2 separate regions of the Mus musculus genome follow, and region 2 is linked to region 1. Evidence: chromatin contacts called from public HiChIP or PLAC-seq data. All regions are on one chromosome and are shown on one strand. The core of a region is the stretch at or near the end of the contact, and the rest is flanking DNA. Distances in the headings are between cores, read along the strand shown.

Region 1 (6,430 bases), core at 1,352-3,851:
AATCTAAAAAAAAAAAAAAAAAGCCAGATATGGTGGTGCCTGCCTTTAATCCCAGGACCAGGGAGGCAAAAGCAGGGAGTTCCATGCCAGCCTGGTCAATATAGCAAGTTCCAAGGCAGTCAGGACTACAAAGTGAGACCCTGTCTCGAAAGAGAGAAAGAAAGAAAGAGAGAAAGAAAGAAAGAAGCAAGCAAACAAGCAAATAAACAAATAACTAAGGAATGACTTTCCACTGGGAACTCATCTCTGATCCTGGAAGTAGCACTACATTAATGCTCATACACAGAACATCACAAAACAACTAGACCCCAAATGTAGGAGGGAAATGTGTTGGGAAGCAGGGGCTGAGAGGAGTGGGAGAGTGGGGAGGGGATGGCAGAGGGTGAGAAGGGACAAAAATGACCAAAAGCATATACAAAATTGCCAGAGAGTAATTTTTTTTTTTAATGTGATTTTCAGGGTAGGCAAAATGGGTAAAGGCAATTGCTTTCAAGTGTGAGGACCTGAAGTTGATTCCTGGGACCCGCACAGTAGGAGAGAGAGCTAACTCTCAAATAACTGGTCTCTGACTTCCACGTGGTGTGTCATGGAACTCAGTTGTGAGTATCAATAAACGCATGTGAATGTGCACCCACACACACACACACTGAATAAAATGTCCTAAGAATCGGCTTGGGCTTGAAACGGTGCTTACCGCTAAGCCTGACCAGCTGAGAGCCATCTCCAGCACTCGTACAGTAGACGGGGAGAACAGATGGCCCCTGGGGCTGTTTAAACAGAAGATAACCCAGATGACCCCAGGAGAGTGCAAACTGAGGCACAGCCAGAATTGTTACACTATACGTCAGGAATTATTTGGTGACAAACAATGTTGCCTCATATTCAGGAAGGCCATAAAAGTCTAAGGGCCTCGGTATGTGCAATGTGAGATACAAAGGGCCTGCAGGAATTTTAGCCACTGCATTTCCTGATTAAGACCCACGGGGTGGGATTTACTGTGTATTGTGCCTGTTAGTTCTGTACACACTCGGGTCTAACAAGTATCTGTTACTTAGGAAAGAGGAGTGGCTAAAAGCCAAGGCGATCGTATTCCAAATTTGGACCACATCCCAAATCTTGTTCAGTGCAAGATGTCAGCAGGTAAGGTCATTGCTACCAAGTCTCATGATCCGAGTTCCATCCTGGAATCCACATGCTAGGAGAGGGATGACTTCTTCAAGTCGTCTTCTGACCACTAGATACTGGCTGTGGAGCATGCCCTCTCCCCATTAAAGAAATACAATGTATTAATAATAATAATGATGATGATGTCTTGTTCAGGTTCCCAAAGAGTCAAGGAAACAGCTAAGTCAGGTTGTTTTGTATCTAGATGTGTGAACTTGTAACTTATTTAAGATTCTCAGGTTCCTTTTCTCTGAACTAAAAACTCTTGGCTTCAGGGGTCATAAAAATACAATTCTGAAATCCTATCCTTCATGCAGATATTTAAGACCCGAGGCTACACTGTATAGAGTTGAGCTCTGCCCTAGATTCATAAAATATACATAAAGCATAAGGCTGGAGCATCTTTAACCAGACCAAAGAGTGTATGTGTGTCAGCACATACAGATGTATTAGGTATCCGTACAGCTGGGCCGTGCAATCTACAGTCTAAGTGGCCGAGGAAAAAGACAAAACCTGGTGTAGGTTAGAGCGCAAGGCAGGGGCAGAAGCAGTGGGAAGTTTTGACACAAAGTTGAAAGGGAAAGGAACTCACATGGGTGTATGGAAACAACAAGATTGTGGAAGGCAGGCACACTGGACAACTTCCAGAAATTTCTAGAACGAGAGCTGTCAAACTATGCTGACTAAAAGCCACTTTCTCCACCAAATTAAGACTCACTACTAAAGAGAAAGGAATGGTGGGAAGGCCGCCCGACTGGGGCAGTGGGTGTGGTGAGATGGTTAAAGGCGCTCTGAGAAGTAACGCGGGCTAGAGGGGATGGAATATGCGGGCAAGAGAGGATGAAGTATGCGGGCGGGAGAGGGCGTGGAGTAAGCGTGGACACCGAGGGGAGCAGCCCGTGGGCCATCGGGCGCTCTTTAGGGCTGCACGGTGCGGCGAGGCCGCCAGCCATCCCGGCGCGCATGGGGTTAAGCCTCCGCGGCCGAGGGCAGAGCCCGGTTTCCAAGGAAACGGCTCCACCAGTTCCGGCGGCGCGGGCGCGTACCACTGAGCGGGGGAGCCGGCGCGGAGGACGCGGAGGGCGCAGCGCGGCTGGCCGGCTCCTAGGGCGCAGGCCCGATCACGCCGGTGAGTTCGCCGCGTCCCGCCGCCCGCGGCCGTGAATCGGACCCGCGCGACTTAGGCGGGGGAGGAGCGGCGCGCGGCGGCCCCAGAGTCCCCCCGCGCAGCGGCCGAGTGCGAGCAGCCCGGGGCTGGGCAGTTTGAACCGCGGACGGCAGACAAAGGCAGCAGGAAGCCGTCCGCAGCCCGAGCGCCCGGCCCGGGCCTCGCCGGCGCGCGCAGCAGCGACGCGGCCGGGCGCGGGATGCCGCAGGGCGCGGGGCGGCGCGCGGGCGCGGACGCGGCGCCCGCCCCGGCCGGGATGTGAGGCCCGAGCGGCCGCGCGGGGGCGGGAAGGGCGGCAGGAAGGAAGCGCCGCTCGGACGCGCCGGGAGGAGGAGCGGCGGCCCGGCCGGAAGGCGGGGAGGGGCGGCCGTTGGCCCGCGGCGGGCCGCTCTCGGCGCCTCCCGGGGCGGCGGCGGCGCCCGCGCCTCCTGCACCCGGCGCGGCGTAGCGGCGGGAGGAAGATGGAGACCCACATCTCGTGCCTGTTCCCCGAGCTGCTGGCCATGATCTTCGGCTACTTGGACGTCCGAGACAAGGGTCGCGCGGCGCAGGTGTGCACGGCCTGGCGGGACGCCGCCTACCACAAGTCGGTGTGGCGGGGCGTGGAGGCCAAGCTGCACCTGCGCCGGGCGAACCCGTCGCTGTTCCCCAGCCTGCAGGCCCGGGGCATCCGCCGCGTGCAGATCCTCAGCCTCCGCCGCAGCCTCAGCTACGTGATCCAGGGCATGGCGAACATCGAGAGCCTCAACCTCAGCGGCTGCTACAACCTCACCGACAACGGCCTGGGCCACGCGTTCGTGCAGGAGATCGGCTCGCTGCGCGCTCTCAACTTGAGCCTTTGCAAGCAGATCACCGACAGCAGCCTGGGCCGCATAGCCCAGTACCTCAAGGGCCTGGAGGTGCTGGAGCTGGGGGGCTGCAGCAACATCACCAACACCGGCCTTCTGCTCATTGCCTGGGGGCTGCAGCGCCTCAAGAGCCTTAATCTCCGCAGCTGTCGCCACCTCTCGGATGTGGGCATCGGGCACCTGGCCGGCATGACGCGCAGCGCTGCCGAGGGCTGCCTGGGCCTGGAGCAGCTCACTCTTCAGGACTGCCAGAAACTCACGGATCTTTCCCTGAAGCACATCTCGCGAGGGCTGACGGGCCTCCGGCTCCTCAACCTCAGCTTCTGCGGCGGCATCTCGGACGCGGGCCTTCTGCACCTGTCGCACATGGGCAGCCTGCGCAGCCTGAACCTGCGCTCCTGCGACAACATCAGCGACACCGGCATCATGCATCTGGCCATGGGCAGCCTGCGCCTTTCCGGTCTGGATGTGTCGTTCTGTGACAAGGTGGGAGATCAGAGTCTGGCGTACATAGCCCAGGGACTGGACGGCCTCAAGTCCCTCTCCCTTTGCTCTTGCCATATCAGTGACGATGGCATCAACCGCATGGTGCGGCAGATGCACGGGCTGCGCACGCTCAACATTGGACAGTGTGTGCGCATCACGGACAAGGGCCTGGAGCTGATCGCTGAGCACCTGAGCCAGCTCACGGGCATAGATCTGTACGGCTGCACCAGGATCACCAAGCGCGGCCTGGAGCGCATCACGCAGCTGCCCTGCCTCAAGGTACTTAACCTGGGACTTTGGCAGATGACGGACAGTGAGAAGGTCAGGTGAGGGCGGCAGTTCCAGTTCCCCCGCCCCGCCCTGTTCATCCCAGGACCACCACTGTTCCGCACACTCACGCGCGCACTTACACGTTCAGGGCAGTGGCCGCGGTGGGGCGATGACGGAAGCCTGGGCTCTCTTCTCCTAGTCTGGCGCCCCTCTCCACTGCGTCTGGAGTTGTTCTGCTCCCTCTACCCACTCTCCTTTCCCAGTGAGGGGAGAGATGGACCCTGCTGTTTCTCTGCCCACTCTTCTGCAGGGTATGGAGACTTTCAGCCACCGACAACTGTATCCTGGGGCACTGCATTTGGAAATGGGGTGGGGGCGGGGAGGGACTAGTCGTTTCAACCCCGAGGAGTTGAGGAAAGATGCCTGCCTTCACTTACACTTTCATTTGGATACTGTGATCTGGCTTTTAATTCCAAACGTGTAGAAAGCAAGCCCGACTTGAACAGCCTTCTCATCCACTTTGTAGCCAGTCTCCTCTCATCGCTGCCCCTTTGGTATCTGCAACTCACTTCGGTTCTGGTTTTGTTCTTGTTCTGTTTTTTTGTTTTGTTTTTTATCTGCTTCCTTTTTAGTTTTCAAAGAAATTTGAAATCATTGTTCTTTTTTCTTTCTGCTGAGTATATTCTCATATATATATATATATATATATGTGTGTGTGTGTGTGTGTATGTATATATATATATGTCTGGCTACCTCGTTTTAGTTTACTTTTTTCTCTTAAGCCCTGGAATTCTACAAGAGAGATATTTTGAGATTGAAACATTTTTGTGCCTAGACTGGAAAGATGCCCACTGGGTTTGTATCTGTTTTTGGTTTTGGCTTCTTCCCAACCTCCCTGTACCCAATGTGCCCCACTTCCGCATCCTGGCTACGACCCCACCCCCCACCCCACCCCCAGTCTATTGGGCTTTGATGACCCAACCATGTTTCTATATTGATTTAATTTATAGCACAAATGTATGGGAGAAATGAGAGCAGAATTTCCTTTTTGTTTGTTTGTTTGAGATGCAGATTTGAGTCTTGAAGAGGAGTATTATATATGCAAATTATGCCCCACCCCAACCCTCTTGCAAGTCTTCCCACCGAGAGGTTAGCTAGTGAGGCTGTTAGCTAGTGAGGCTTCCCGTCCTGTCGGGGAGTGAGCCGTGTCAGCAGAGAGCCTGAGGCTATGTGAATGAAGGGAGGAGGCTGAACTTCATGTCCTGTCTGAGTTCTGTTCTCGAAACGGGAGCTTGTGGGTTTGAAAACTTTTGTTTCTAAATGGAGGAATAGATGACTTTATTTTGGTGGGGGGTTGGGACTGTGGCTTTAAAACAAATCGCTTTTGAGTAGGATGTATATTTTTGTTGGATATTTTGTTTGTTTATTTTTTTAGAGTCCTCCACAGCAACATGAGAGACCATGGAGAAACCCAGAGACCTTTATCAATTAATTGTACTGTTTGTGAATTTGTATAAATAACAAAGATCCTCTTAAAACGTTTATATTCTTACAGCAAAAGGTTAAACTGATATTTATATAATAAAAGAGGAAATATGAAGTATGTTTTTGAAAAAAAAAGCACAAAATCCCCCCCTTGTATCTGTGAATTATTTTTAAGGCATTGTGTGTCGGGTACATGCTCAGGTGGGAGGTGTTAGGAGTGCACAGAAACTGGAACTAAGGTGGAGTTCAGCTGGCTCATGTGCTGTAAGTTTATGGTTGAGAATTTCTTTTGTGTAAGATTTACCACTGACATCCAAATGTTCTGTCTCTAGAAATGTGATCAGACTGGAGAGTTCTATAAATTTTGGTTTTAAACTGTCAACATGGAAACTGAAAGAAAATGAAACTTTTTTTTTTTTTTAAGAGACCAGACTTGGAAGAGTCAGAGTGGCCAGTTTCTTTTTGGGAATGGTGGTGGTAGAGGTGAGATCCAGGGTAACTGTGAAGAAGCCGGTCCTGAGCTCTGGAAATGCGAGAGTAGGAGGGGTGTCCTCACATTGGGTGCACAGTGAGGGACACGCAGTAAGACGCAGAGGGAGCCAGCCATTGTTCCGGGGAAGTTGAAAGTGCTGTCCTAGCTGGCTGGCCCAGTCCTGCGTGCTCCTGTGTGTGTGCAGGTCCAGCGGAAGGGGGCAGCAGTGCTCTTTAACATCCCCCTTCAGGCCTGCCTGCATGCAGACCCTTTGCTGGGGCTTAGACTGGTCAAAGTTAAGGCACACTTTCGTTTGGAGCCCTTCTAGTGCCCAGGCTGGCCACTGAGCCATTGGTAAGGGTACAGGCTGGATTAAGGGCGGATAGATGGATACCAGCAATGTTAGCATAGTTCTCCTACATAGACAAGCAGCACTGTGACTTCTGTAAGCCGAGGGACAGAGGCGGGAGTGAGCGAGTCGCAGCCCTGGGTTCACGTTGGTGGGCTTTGTTTCTGAGGTCACTTTCTCCACTAGAA
Region 2 (6,630 bases), core at 2,463-4,962, 520 kb after region 1:
GGGAAGATATTGGAGGAATGAAACAATAATCAGAATATACAATATTTATATATAAAATTGTCAAAGAATGATTTTTTTAAGACAGTCTTACTAAGTGTCCCTGGCTACACTGGAATCTACTAGATAGAACAGACTGACCTCGTGACCTGTCTCTGCCTCCTAAGTACTGAGATATAAAGGAGTGTAACAGGACCAGGATATTTTAATGAGTTGCTCTTAGGCAAATCTTGTTCAACTATGCCTGTCATTTTCAGGATAGAGTCTCATTTCTTTCTTAAGTCTTCTACTATTTATTCTCAATTGCCCTTCATAAAACTGTTTGCATATTCACTTTCACCTTTCCATAAATATTTAATATATATTACTTTAAGAATTACCCATAGTACACCGTAGCTGTCGTCAGACACCAGAAGAGGGCGTCAGATCTCATTATGGATGGTTGTGAGCCACCATGTGGTTGCTGGGATTTGAACTCAGGACCCATGGAAGAGCAGTCGGGTGCTCTTAACCCCTGAGCTGTCTCTCCAGCCCTGGAGGGCATCATCCTGAGTGAGGTAATCCAATCACAAAGGAACTCTCACAATATGTACTCACTGATAAGTGGATATTAGCCCAGAAACTTAGGATACCCAAGATATAAGATATAATTTGCTAAAAACATTAAACTCAAGAGAACGAAGACCAAAGTGTGGACACTTTGCCCCTTCTTAGAATAGGAAACAAAACACCCATGGAAGGAGTTACAGAGACAAAATCTGGAAGTGTGACGAAAGGATGGACCATCTAGTGATTGCCATACCCAGAGATCCATCCCATGATCAGCTTCCAAACGCTGACACCATTGTATACACTAGCAAGATTTTGCTGAAAGGACCCTGCTGTCTCTTGTGAGACTATGCCAGGGCCTAGCAAACATAGAAGTGGATGCTCACAGTCAGCTATTGAATGGACCACAGGGCCCCCAATGGAGAAACTAGAGAAAGCACCCAAGGAACTAAAGGGAACTGCAACCCTATAGGTGGAACAACAATATGAACTAAGCAGTACCCCGGAGCTCTTGTCTCTAGCTGCATATGTATCAAAAGATGGCCTAGTCGGCCATCACTGCAAAGAGAGGCCCATTGGACTTGCAAACTTTATATGCCCCAGTACAGGGGAATGCCAGGGCCAAAAAGGGGGAGTGGGTGGGTAGGGGAGTGGGGGGGTGGGTATGGGGGACTTTTGGTATAGCATTGGAAATGTAAATGAGCTAAATACCTAATAAAAAATGGGGGAAAAAAAAAGAAAAGAATTACCCATAGTATCTTTAGCTGCTCCAGTATTCATTTCTGGTTGTGTCTTCATAGTTTTTTAGTGGGTACATTATTTAACTATGAAATCATCTGTCTAGTTACTTTTCTGTTGCCATAACAAAATACCATCACCAAGGCAACATATTAAGATATATTTAATTGGGCTTACAGTTTCAGAGAGTTAGGGGCCATGATGGTGGAGCAAAGACATGGCACCAGACACATCTGAGAGCTTACATCCTAATCCACAAGTATTAGACAGAAAGACTAGAAGTCTAGCTCAAGGCCTGCCACCTCTCCCAACAAGACTATACCTCGAATCCTTCCCAAATAGTTCCATCTACTGAACCAAGTAGTCAAGTACATGGGCCTGTGAGAGTCATCCTCATTCAAACTACCTTTGAAAACTTATCTGTACATAGTGTGACCATCAATGAACTATGAAAATGTCCATGGAAATTTCATTTGGGTTCACTTATGGCATATCTTTTGGCCTGAGTTTCCTGCACTAGCTAGGCAGCAGAATTTACAGTAGAGAATATATATTATTAATTTATTATTGTACATGAGATAATGATAGACATGAGTACAAAGTACAGGCATTGATAGCAACTTGGAGAGGAGAATGGGGCAAAGAGGAGAGGAGTATTTTTCAGAGACTTTTCTTTCATCCAAAGGGCCAAAGCTTTTTGTAGTTTTTACTGATTGGAGTGCCACCTTTATTTAGCTTTTTATGGACAATTACATTTTTTAACATGGGTTATATTCTAATCTTTCTCTCTACCAGCTGTCACTTTGTGAATACAAAACTAGTATCCATTTTCACGTGTACCATATTTATATAATGGTGATTTGTCGTCCCTTATTATTTTATTGGGGATTACCCTTTCCTACTGATTCTTAGATATATACTAAAACAACTTATGTTAAATTCCCCATTGCATTTCACAGGTGGCGAGCAGCCAGTTCACATGCAACCCTTTGCTTGTACCAAAAATGTTTCTCTATAGTTTTGTTTTGTTTGAACAGGTCTCATTTAGTTGGCCTTTAACTTACTATGTAGCTGGGCCTGGCCTTGAACTCCTGATTCTGCCTACATCTTCCAAGTGCTAGGATTACATGTGAACTTCAAACTAGACTTTCAATATCGTTTTCATTTGCTTGTTTTAAGATAGTGTCTCGTGTAGCCTGGACTGGCCTCAAACTTCCTAAATACCTGTAAATGAACTTGCTTGAACTTTTTGCAACCTCTGAAGAACTGAGATTTCAGCTATACCAACACACCCAGTTTATGTGGTATGGCTGAATGAACCCAGGATTTTGTATTTTGTGCATACTAGTTAAGAACCAATTGATTCTGAGTTACACTCTAATATAGTTGTTGTTTCTTCTATTTCTTCTTCCTTTCCTCTTCCTTCTCTTCTTCTTCCTGGTGTGTAGTATCTGTAATCAACTCTAGCACTCTGGAGGCAGAAGCACATGTACTGCTTAATTCTAGGCCCATCTGGGGTTCCATAGCAAGTTCCAGATCAGCCAAGGCTACATAATAAGAGTATGTCTCCTATGGCTCTGGCATCATAATGCTCAGCTCTTACTTTACTTTTTAACATTTTTCATTACTTTTACATTTATTTGTTTCTTTGTTTAGGTTTTCTGAAGACAGGGCTTCTCTGTAATACTGGCTCCTAGCATCCATAATAAAACAGCCCACTACAGCCTGTAACTTCAGCTCTAAGGAATCTATCACCCTCTTCCCCACTACAAAGACTCCCATATGGCATACACTCACAGATATACACATTTATACATGAATTAAAAAAATAAATCGTGAAAACTTCCTAGTAGATTCATTAATTTTATGTATGTTTTTGCCTGTGTATCTGTGTGTGTACCACATGCAAACTTGGTGGCCACAGAAGTCAAAAGGTGTTTGATCCCTAGAACTGGAATTATACATGTTTGTAAACTACCACAGCCATGCTGAGAATCAGATATGGGTCCTCTGCAAAAGCAACAAGTGCTCTTAACCAATGAGTGCTCTAGCTCAATAGTCATGACTTTAAAAAACAAACAAACAACAAACAAATAAATAAGCAAGGAAGATACAAGTCAAACCATTGTAACGTGACAGACTGCTGACAAGCAACTAGGTATCTGTATCATTGAAAAGACTTTCAAGGTGTAGATAGACATACAACTATCACACAACTTTCTTTAAACCACTCAAGTATTTATCAAGTTTCAGACACTGTGCTACAAAGTAAAGTAGTAGAAGAAGCAGGTATATGAATAAGGAGCTTGAATGAATATCATCATACCCATCATCATCTTCATCCTCTCCAAGAGAGATGGAGATGACTCTCAGTGGTTAAGAGTGCTTGCAGAGGATCTGAGTTCAGCTTTCAGCATCCATGTCTAGTGCTTCCTCTGTTAATCTCATTTTAACCACTAGAGGGCAACCTTGACATTGATTTCTACTTCCTAAACTGCTCAATTTTAAAAATATCAATCAATATGACTTAAAATTAACTAGGTTTATTCAGCAACAAACTCATCCCAATAGCTACCAATAAATAATAACCTTATTATTTTATATACAAGAAGATTTTGTGGGTAGTAAAAACACATTGGTTGAAAGGATTATTTCTGTCATAGTAGACTAAACAACAAAAGTAAATATAAAACAAGAGATTTCTAGAAAATATTGATTGACTTACGTCTTAAGTGTTCCAGATGTCATTAGTTCAGTCACTAAAACAATGCATTTTTTCCCTTTTACTGTGGATTCCCAGGAATCATAGAATCGAACAATGTTGGGATGTTGAAGACCCTTTAACATTTCAGCCTCTTCTTTGAATCTCTGCCTTTCAGATTTTGTTAACTTTCGATCCTAAAAGGCAAAAAACAAAACAATGTGATTTAAAATGATAAAACACAAGTCACATAGCTATATTAGGATGCTAAATAAGCTGGTCAAGATGGCACATGGTGACAATCTCAGAAGTCAGGTAGCCCCAATGAGGCAGCAAGACTAAGTTCAAAACTTGTCTAAGCTGGGCGTGGTGGCGCACGCCTTTAATCCCAGCACTTGGGAGGCAGAGACAGAGATTATATTTTAGACATTAGAGATTATATTTAGATTTCTGAGTTCGAGGCCAGCCTGGTCTACAAAGTGAGTTCCAGGACAGCCAAGACTATACAGAGAAACCCTGTCTCGAAAAACCAAAGGGGGGGGAAAAAAAACTTGTCTAAATAAAATACGCCGGGCATGGTGATGCGCACCTTTAATCCCAGCACTTCTGAGGCAGAGGCAGGCAGATTTCTGGGTTCGAGGCCAGTCTGGTCTACAAAGTAAGTTCCAGGACAGCCAGGGCTATACAGAGAAAACCTGTCTTGAAAAACCTAAATAAATAAATCAATAGAAATGTGCTAATTATACGTTAATGATAAATAGCATTAAAATGAAACAGAAACACTAATAAAAGTCATTTGCGTGCCTTAAGAGTTGGAGAACACAGCCGGATGGTGGTGGCACACGACTTTAATCCCAGCACTTGGGAGGCAGAGGCAGGCAGATTTCTGAGTTTGAGGCCAGCCTGGTCTACAAAGTGAGTTCCAGGACAGCCAGGGATACACAGAGAAACCCTGTCTCGAAAAACCAAAAAAAAAAAAAAAAAAGAGTTGGAGAACAGAGTACTGTATCTTTAAGGAAAATGGATTATAAAGTGATGCTTGAAATTATTTATCATTAGTATCAATGTCAAAAATATAATCTCATTCCATAAAATACAGTTAACTTGTCACTTCCAAAATAAGTCAATAATTGTTAGAAACAGGCGATTAATGTCACAGAATAGTTATAGGCAAAGACTTAATAATCAGAGCTATATAGAAAAAAACATATCTTAGGTAAAAAACAAAAACAGTTAAATGATATATATCTTTGTATTAATTAGAACTTTCTATGAATATGCTGTATAATCTAACAAAATTGTTATCATAATCAAGCAATCTAGTAAGTATGCTTTCACCAGGTGTTAAGTTCTTGGTGCCTTTACAGGAGCTAATTTACTTCCTATCTGAGATGAAGAATCCAATTTGGCTTTATAGTTTGTTAAAGTCCATACACGCAATGTCTTGATTGTTCTGTTTATTAAAATGGAAACTATCTTTAGTCACTCTCAGTATAGATATCTCAATGTAGTATTGCCAGCAAAACTAAAAGTGATTTAATATTACAATGTTTTAGCAAAAAGAAGTGATTTTAATATTATACACCTAATTTAAACTAATTTAAAATCCTTTGGGTAACTAGAATGGACCCTCGTTTCTACTCCTTAACCTTAAATGAACACTATCATAAATTTAGGTATAAGAATCATTGGTTTTTATACTTTGCCAAAAAAAAGAAAGAGAAAAAAAGAACATATCACAGTTTATATATTACCTACTAAGGAATCTTTAGGCACTTAGTCATTTGTTGCTTCTCCAATACCCGAAATAAGGTTATACTGTTAAATTTTTTTGGCTTGTATATATAACTATTTACAGAACACTGGGGCTTTTGTTTAGATATGATCTCTCTACATAACCCTGGCTGTTCTGGAACTAATTATGTAGTCCAATCTGACATTTAACTCAGAGATGTACCTGCTTCTACATCCTGAGTGCTAGGATTACAGGCATGTGCCACCAAGCCCAGCTTAGACACTTTCTCATAGGATTCACAAAATTCTTCATTTATAAACTTACAGGACTAGACAGATGGCTCATTAGTTAAGAGTAGTTGTTGGTCTTGCAGAGACCCCAAGTTCAGTTACCAGCACCAATATAATAGCATACAAGCATCCATAATTCCAGAACCAGGGATACTAATGCACATTCTTCCAACCTCCTCTAGCACCAGGCATGTACACTCTCATTTACATACATAAAATAAATCTAAATATTTTAAAGATTTACAGACTTGCACAAATATTATTTTCATTAGCTTTGAATTAAGACTTGCCATTTCTTAATTATGAATGTAAACATCTAACAGTATTCTGTATTACCTACAATTTTTAATCACTGTTGGACTTAATCAAATAACAAATAATTATAGATATCCCAAAATGCCACTGATTAATCACTACTTGGAAATTACCATAGCTATTAGATCTTGCACTACATCATAGAATCTATTAGTGATATATACAATGCCACTTCTAAAAAAAATGATACTTTGATAACTAATACAATGCCACTTCTAAAAAAAAGATACTTTGATAACTAAAGCAACTTCTTTTCTGCTCTTCTGTGCTTTTGCTATGGTCTAAGTGATTCACATTAAAATTTT

The links. HiChIP or PLAC-seq counts read pairs in DNA pulled down with a chosen protein or histone mark.
Region 2: a contact with region 1 is called in an H3K4me3 HiChIP or PLAC-seq map of bone marrow-derived macrophages, with 3 times the contacts expected there. The contact joins the enhancer-like site here to the promoter of Fbxl14 in region 1. A contact is called at or near these places in 13 of 39 promoter capture datasets (the 3T3-L1 cell line, 3T3-L1-derived adipocytes, the C10 cell line and 8 more), 2 of 15 datasets of contacts at CTCF or cohesin (large pre-B cells and pro-B cells), 20 of 484 Hi-C or Micro-C datasets (B cells, the Ba/F3 cell line, the C2C12 cell line and 16 more), 22 of 115 datasets of contacts at active chromatin or transcription factors (the 230-238 cell line, the SCID.adh cell line, T-cell acute lymphoblastic leukemia and 14 more) and 2 of 9 other capture datasets (embryonic stem cells and liver).

What each region holds. Positions count from the first base shown.
Region 1 is chr6:119,477,067-119,483,496 of GRCm38.p6, forward strand. It overlaps Fbxl14 (F-box and leucine-rich repeat protein 14), which reads left to right and starts at 2,602. Exons shown (of 1, transcript NM_133940.3): 1 at 2,602-6,430. The coding sequence starts at 2,794. The coding sequence ends at 3,996. All of the region lies in intron 1 of Wnt5b (wingless-type MMTV integration site family, member 5B), which reads right to left.
Region 2 is chr6:119,998,184-120,004,813 of GRCm38.p6, forward strand. It overlaps Wnk1 (WNK lysine deficient protein kinase 1), which reads right to left. Exons shown (of 28, transcript NM_001199084.1): 2 at 4,010-4,182. Among named protein-coding and RNA genes, the nearest start is that of Mir706, 33 kb to the right of the region's middle. Within about 2 kb of position 3,713, at least 2 of the 459 cell types and tissues checked have an H3K27ac peak or open chromatin away from gene starts, as enhancers often do. A contact at or near this core is called in bone marrow-derived macrophages, where this site is marked.